2 separate regions of the Sus scrofa genome follow, and region 1 is linked to region 2. The links are chromatin contacts, called in public promoter capture Hi-C maps. All regions are on one chromosome and are shown on one strand. The core of a region is the stretch at or near the end of the contact, and the rest is flanking DNA. Distances in the headings are between cores, read along the strand shown.

The links. Promoter capture Hi-C pulls out the DNA fragments that hold promoters and counts their contacts.
Region 1: a contact with region 2 is called in a promoter capture Hi-C map of liver, with 6 times the contacts expected there. The contact joins the promoter of ZNF629 here to the promoter of FBXL19 in region 2. A contact is called at or near these places in 3 of 5 promoter capture datasets (fetal liver, fetal skeletal muscle and liver), 1 of 47 Hi-C or Micro-C datasets (epiblast stem cells) and 2 of 2 datasets of contacts at active chromatin or transcription factors (alveolar macrophages and skeletal muscle).

The regions. Positions count from the first base shown.
Region 1 is chr3:17,608,121-17,611,790 of Sscrofa11.1, reverse strand. ZNF629 (zinc finger protein 629) reads right to left here and starts at 1,691. Exons shown (of 3, transcript XM_005653002.3): 1 at 1,292-1,691.
Region 2 is chr3:17,519,433-17,523,505 of Sscrofa11.1, reverse strand. It overlaps FBXL19 (F-box/LRR-repeat protein 19), which reads left to right and starts at 1,747. Exons shown (of 12, transcript XM_013987711.2): 1 at 1,747-2,149; 2 at 2,460-2,615.

The DNA of each region.
Region 1 (3,670 bases), core at 442-2,941, 88 kb before region 2:
TTTTCTCCTCTTCTCGCTGCCCTATTTTATTACTAACACAGAACAGCTGCTCAATAAATGTAGAATGAACAAAAGATGAATGAGATGCCTCTTGCTCCCACAAAACCTGTTTGGTCCAATCCCTTTAGAGGGGATGGCAGCAAGGGAGCAGGAGTTTAGAGGGAAAACACAGCCAGCTGTCACTCCAAAAAAGGATGATCTGATACCAGAATACGGGAAGGGGCCAAAGGAGCTAAGCACTAGGAGGGGACCCTCCCACAACGTCTAAACCCTTAAGAGAGTCCCTGGGCTCCACATGGCCATGTGGGGTAGGCACTGTGTGTCTGGGGGCAGTGGTGCAAGGACTCAGGAGGAGGCAGCTGGGTGGTAACCAGAGTGAGGCAGGAGCCAGCAGAACCCTGCCACATAACAGGAGGAGATGGGAGTTAAGATTTTAGGAAGTAAATGAATTGCTTCATCTCTGCAGCTCCTTACGTTGTGAGAACCCCCACTCCCAGCCCTAAACGTCTTTGGGGACATGGAAGCAGGGACCTCTGCCAAGCTGGGCGGCTGCCCCCGCTATGTTTGCTGAGGACAGGTAAGAGCTTGTGTACCTTGATCGTCTGGAAAATTCAAACTCAGCGGTCCAGTGTAGAAGGGAACGGGTTAATGACAGGGCCGACATGGAGTATGAAAGTGGGGAGAAGGAGCGAGGCAAGAAGTGCTGGGGCCTGCACCGGCCTCTCCTCGGACCTCAGGCCAGTCCCACGGCGGAGGGAGGGCGAGCGAGAAAAAAGGAGAGGAGGAAGGCTGCTTTCCAGAGAGGTGTGGAGAGCGGCCCAGGGTGACCCTGACATGGAGGCAGCTGCGGGAATGCAGCCGCCCTGGCCTCGGCCCCCCCGCGCCCGCACCGGCCGGGACCCTGGACTTCTGCTCCAGCCGGTGCCCGCGACCCTCCTTCCGGCGCCCAAGCCCCAGCCCCCGCCCGGCATCCTCCCCTCCCCTCCCCCGCCCAGGGCACCCAGGATTCCCGGCTCGCCCGCGGCGCCCCAGCCCCCGGCCCGGGCGGCCGAATTCCCTCTTCCCAGAATCCTCACGCCCTCCCCTCCCCCACAGCCAGACCCTCGCGCTCTTCCCAGAATCCTCGGCCCTCGCGGCCCCTGCCCGGCCCCCACCCCTGCCTCGGGCGGCCCGGGGGCGGGGGAGGGGGCTCAGGCCCGGGCCCGCCCCGCCTCCCGCGCCCCATTGTTCCCCGGCGGCCGTCCCGGGCCCTGCGGGCCACCCCCCGGGAACCCTGGCGTCCCCAACTCACGGCTCTGGGGTCTGGGAGAGGCCGCAAGGCAAAATCCAGCCCCAGGGGACTTAACCCCTTGAATGCCCTGCCTTGGGGGGCGGGCTAGATGCCGAGGACTCTGGGGTCCTTCTCAAGGGGTGATCCCAGGCTGAGGACCCGGGGACCAGTTCAGGGTGACTGGGACGGAGCAGGAAGTGACCCCAGCTTCCCGGGCCCCTCTAGCCTGGAGTCAGAGCATCAGCTCTATGGGATTTAACCCTTTGGCTCCCACAGCTTGGGAAAAAAAAGAGTACGGGGAAGCGGGGAGGTAGCCGAGACGACGCCCCTCTCTCCGTCTCCAGTGGGAGCTGGTTCTGGGGGAAACCCAGACGCCAGTGAGGGGCTCCAGATTTCTGGCCACCTACTACCATCTCACAGGGGCTCCGCCTGCCGCTCCCGGAAAGCCCTATCTCTGATTTGGTGGCTGCTGTTCCCCCGGGGCCTGCCTTTGTTGGGACTCAGACCCAGGGTTGGGGCTTGGAAGCCCCCGGGGTTGTGGGGTGGGAGCAGGGGCTGGCACGACACACCCAGAGCAGGAGCATCCTACAGACTGAAAAATGGCTTCGATGAAGTGAGAAGTGACAGCAACAAGAATTTGGGCTGAAGGGACCAGCACAACCAATGAGACATTTGTGGCAGCCTGTGCCTCTGGCCCCAGCCTCACGGAGGGTGTTGGCGGCCCCTCATCCTCAAACAGGTCCCCTGAGAGGGGGAAACCAAGGCCCTAGGGGTGGCAGGAGGGAGGAGAGCCAGACCTTCTCCCCGTAGCTCTGAAGGCACCCTGCTCAGAGCAGAAGAAACCTCTTGAAAACCTGGGGGAAATGTAGGAACCTCCCAAGGTCCAGGTTATCTGGGCTTCGGATTTTTACAGCCGTTATGTCTTTCCTTCCTCTACACAAGCCGTGATTGTCCCCATTTCACAGAAGAGGGAAAAAAAGGTGTGAGAAGTGAGGCAGTGGCTTCAGGCCCTGCCATCCTTACTTAAATGTAACACATTGGTGTATGGAAAGCCTTTTATTATACGGCAATGTGGGGACACCTCAAAGTGAAACATCAGACTTTCTGCCCTCAAGAACTCAAGAGGTTTGGTGTGTGTGTGAGAGAAACACAAAGGAATTATAGGAAAGCGTCAAAAGGGCTAAATGTCCAGAGATATGAGGGAGCAAGAGAAGGAACAAACCCTGAGGGAAAGGTAAAGGGGACACAGCTCCTCTGGGCCTGCATCTGGGCTTTGGAGCTGTGGGCTTGGCCTCTGCTCCCTTATCAGCACTGTCTCCTTCTTGAGGCCTATCACCATCTAATCCCTGGCTCCCATCACTGTTGACAACTCCCTCTCACCTTAGGGCCTCTGGCTTCCCCTTGTTCTCCTCCCCCCCTTGTTCTAGAAGCAGCCACCTGCATTACCTGGACACAATTTGACTCTCCTGCACACACAGGCATGCAGGTCAGCTCCACCAGGGCAGGGGCTTGGCCGTGCCTAGAACAGGGACTGGAAGGGAGCAGGTGCTCAGTGTGTGGAACAAAGCTGTCCTGCCTCAGGTGTTTCTAGATTAAGCCCTGAGGCCCCAGGAGATGGGACAAAGTTGGGCAAAGGCACCACTGCTGGGCTCCAACTACACAATCACATTTGCCCACAGACCCCACCCCACCCAAGACACAGGTGAGGACGAGGCCAACTGGGGATCAGAGAGGCTTATGGGCACATCCTGAAACCCTCTCTTGCTCTCCCAGGGCTACAGAAAGCTGATCTGGACCTGGGTCAAGGAACAGTGAAAGGTGAATTTGGCCTACAAGGCTTGGGGGGCTTCTTTAAACTGAGTTAATTTGCCACATTTAAAAATCAGTACAAGGAGTCCCAGTCGTGGCTCAGTGGCTAACAAACCCGACAAGTGTCCATGAGAACACAGGTTCAATCTCTGGCCTTGCTAAGTGGGTTGAGGATCCAGCATTGCCATGAGCTGTGGTGTGGGTCACAGACACAGCTCAGATCTGGTGCTGCTGTGGCCTGGCAGCCATGGCTCCAATTCAACCTTTGGCGTGGGAACCTCCATATGCTACCCATATGGCTGTAGAAAAGACCAAAAAAAAAAAAACAAAAAACAGTACATTTCCTAATAAAAATACAAATCGTGGAAAATCCAAAGTTGTGGCAAAGACCCAATGGGCAAGAGAGCCAGGAAACCTTGTCCTGAGTACCTGGGAGACCTTCTACTCCCCTGTTCTATGGAGGGGAGTGCACTGAGGGCAGGATGCAAGGACAGAGGAGGTGAAGCCAGAAGAAGGCACTCTCCTCACTCCTTGTCACAAGGACAGCTGAGGATTTGGAACTGACCCCCCTGACCACAGGGTGTGGGTTAT
Region 2 (4,073 bases), core at 498-2,997:
GGCAAGGGATCAAATCAGAGCTGCAGCTACCACCTATGCCACAGCTGCAGTAATGCCAGATACTTAACCCACTGTGCCACAGCAGGAACTCCAAACAGTATTTTTGTGTGTACGAATGAAAAGAGGCTCTATACCCTGAGTTCATTCATATCTGAGAAAGTCTGACTGTTGTCTTTTTTTTTATTTTAATTTTTAAATTTTGATTTATTTATTTATTTTGCTTTTTAGGGCCGCACCCACAGCACACGGAGGTTCCCAGGCTAGGGATCAAATTTGAGCCACAGCCACCGGCCTACACCACAGCTCATGGCAACGCTGGATCCTTAACCCACTGAGCAAGGCCAGGGATTAACCCACAACCTCATGGTTCCCAGTTGGATTCTTTTCTGCTGTGCCACGACAAGAACTCAGTCTTTACATTTTAATGTCAACATAGCTGGATTATAGTATTTTCAACCCCTGTTTTAAGTATACATAAATATCTGCTTATGGCAAAAATGTGAACCTGGAGAGCAGGTTATAAGTGAAAAGTAAACATTTTCCCCCATCTCTGTATGCAGTTTCACTCTGCCATCTCCCCACCCACCCGGTTGTGGGCACAGGCACAGCACCTGGCACTGAGGAGCTCTAAACAGTGTAAGAAATGGTCTTGACTTTCAAGAGTCTTCTTCTTCTTCTTTTTTTTTTTTTTTTTGCTTTTTAGGGCCGAACCCTTGGCACATGGAGGTTCCCAGGCTAGGGGTCTAATCAGAACTACAGCTGCTGGCCTACGTCACAGCTACAGCCACAGCCACAGCAGATCCAAGCCACGCCAGCGACCTACACCACAGCTCACAGCAATGCCAGATCCTTAACCCACTGAGCAAGGCCAGGGATTGAATCCACAGCCTCATGGTTCCTAGTGGGATTCGTTTCCACTGCGCCACTATGGGAGCTCCTCAACAGGCTTCTTTTCACGTCTTAGCTAATAAGTGGGGCCAATAGTGCTTATGTTCGGACTGAAGCAAGCTGGATGGGAGTTGTGTTGATCTGGTGAGTACATGTCTTATCCATAAGAGGCAGCCACTGTTCAGCTTCAGCTATTTCTTGCTCAAGGAAGGCAGACTCACTGTTGCTAGATTTCAAGATTCCAAGTGAAAGCTGAAATGTGTTGTTGCTATGCCAAACTTAACACAAGCATGGGCTGGATTTGATCAGTTTGTGGATGCTGCAGTTGTTCTGAGGATGGGCTATGAAATCTTGGATTTTGAATCTTAGCTCTCTCTATGTACAACTCATCCATTCCCAGTTTCCTCATCTATGACATGGGATTCTCGCTCATAGGGGTCTTATGAGGATCAAATGATGTGCTAAAAGCATGTAATGTATGAGATGGATTTTTTTTTTTTTTCTTTTTACAGCCACACCCGTGGCATATGGAAGTTCCCAGGCTAGGGGTCAAATCGGAGCTACAGCTGCTGACCTACACTACAGCCACAGCAACTTGGGACCCTAGCCGCGGCTGCGACCTATACCACAGCTCATGGCAACATAGGATCCTTAACCCACCGAGTGAGGCTAAGGATTGAACCTGCGTCCTCGTGGATACTAGTACAGTGTGTTATCTCTGAGCCACCATGGGAACTCTGAGATGGACTCTTCATAAAGTTTATAATCTAGGCGAAGAGTCAAATGAATCTCAGATGGGAATTATGCTCAAGAAGGTTTTACTGAGACTGTTGTATTTAAACAGAGACCAGAAGGATGAATAGCTAATGGGGTGCAGCAGCGGGCCAGGTGGAGGGGAAGGGCCTAACAGGCAGAGGGAACAGCCCCAGAGAGATCCCTGAGGCAATCATGCAAGCCAAAAAGAAAGCAGTGAGGATGTAAAGGAGACAATCTCCTGGGAGCCAAGATTTCCTAACTGATAAAGTGTGAGCTAGAGGGAGCCTCAGTTCAGCCTGAGGCAGGTCCCAGCAAATTTAGGACTTCAAGTCACACTGGTCAGCGTTAACTTCCTTGACAGTAAAACCACACCCACCAAGTCTTCCGCCAGGCCCTCTAACCCTCTACTTTCCGACACAGAAGAGAGGGCAGAGCACCGCAGTCTGTCTGCCTTGGGGTCAAAGTGAGTAATTTTCCAGGCAGAGGAGGAAGATTAAGAAGGCAGGTAAGAAAGCACAGAGGTAGGAAGCGGTCCCACCTGCTTGGGTGGCTGAGGTGTTCTGGGCGCGGGTAGGGGCGAAAGGTGGGCAGGGGCTCCAAGACTGGCTGGAGATGGGCCTGGGCAATTTGAGCGCCCACAACTTCAGGTTGGGGAATCTGGACAGTTCGCAGGACCTCAGTCAAATGGAGAATGGGCGCCCCCTGGGAGCAGTACTCGGTAGTGGACACAGGAGGACCCAGATGAGGAGGGGCCTGGGAGGAGGGGGTGCGGCTCAAGATGGGGTAGACAGCCTGCCACAGTTGTCTTCTCACAGGCGCTAACTCCTTCGGGTATGATGAATTCCTGGGATCCCAGAACAGCTGGGCTGGAAGGGACCTCGAAAAGGGAATTGCCAACACATGCCCCGTACCAGGCCCTGAGCCCGGCCTTTTCGTGAACATTGTCTTAACACTTCTAACTCCACTTTGAGGTAGGTATCATTATCCCCACTTTTCAGATGAGAAAAATAGAGGTTTGGTGACTTCCCAAGGAGGGGCGGGGATTTTGTACGACTCCAGAGCCCTTTCCCTGGAGCTCTCACGACTTGGAAGATGCCGATTCTCTGAGGTTTGAGGGAACAAGCATCGGGTGTGAGGCGCGGAAGCTTTCCAGGGGACAACAGCGTGACGGTACTTTGGAAAAGAACCACGCCTCTCTGGTCGCGACAATACTTATTACTGTTGCTTTCCTTTAAGAGCTTCCCCTGAAAGATGAAGTCCTCACCATACGGGGAGGCGGATATTATATATTCCTGGATCGCCAGGACGTCTTTCTCCCTCACTCGCATTGATCCCCACTGGTGACATAAATTACCCTCCCTAATAGCGAGTGAAGGCACCAGACTACATTTCCCGACAGGCCATTCGAAAGGGGGTGGTGGGGAGAGTAGGAAGAGGAGGAAAAGAGACTCTCCGTTTCCGTCGGCTCTCAATTTGGCGTGTCCGCGGTGATGCAAATTTCAGCAGCCCACGTTCTGTCTCTGTAAAGCTAAGGGACTACGTCCCCCAGCAGGCATGGGCACAGAGAGCGATGGGCTTCCATCTTGATTGTAGTCCTTTCCCCCGTTTTCTCAGGGAGTAGCCTTGGGGCGTGGACTACAAGCCCCAGGTCGCCATCTACACTTTGCTTCGGCCTCCATCTTTGCTGATAGTCCCTGCCCCTTTCCCCTTCCATTGTCTCCACCGAAGATAACAGAGGGGAGCCGGGAAAACTGCAACTCCCATCAGGCTCTACGTCACTGGGAGGGGGGGGGTGTTCGATATTGCAAGCGGGCGCGGTGTCCAAGGTGGTAGAATGAGGCGACGGGAGAGACTAGGTAGCCTGCCATCTTTACGGTAGTCTCCTTATTCTCCTGGTTCCTCCACTCTTAAGGAACATTAGAGGGCTTGAAAACTACTATTCCCATCGCACCTAAGATCGACCACTAGTCAGGTGTCCGCCCCTCTTCCGCCATCTTGCTTGTAGTCCTCATTCCTTTTCACCTTTCCATTGTTCCTGACGAGTAGAAATGGCAGCGGGAAGGCAGCAGATGGACTGCGACTCCCGTCAGGTACCACACACGCGGAGGGTTGTGGACAAGAGGGCGTGTGAGTGCCTGGGAAGGAGGTCGGGTCGGGGGAGAAGGCCATCTTGTTTGTAGTCATCGTTCCCGCTCCTTCTCTATGCTCTGCAACGGGGAGCCTCGGGGCAACCGGACTATAACTCCCGGCACCCTCGGCTCCCGGCTTGGCACGTCCTCCGCCATCTCGTTTGTAGTACCCGCTGGCCCCAGCGTCCTATTGTCCTCATCATAGCACCAGCGTCCGCAGGACTACGACTTCCGTCGTGCCCTGCGCGTATCCGTCCTGGAAAGAGGAGGTGGTGGGGAAAGGAGGGGGCAGGGGGCGGG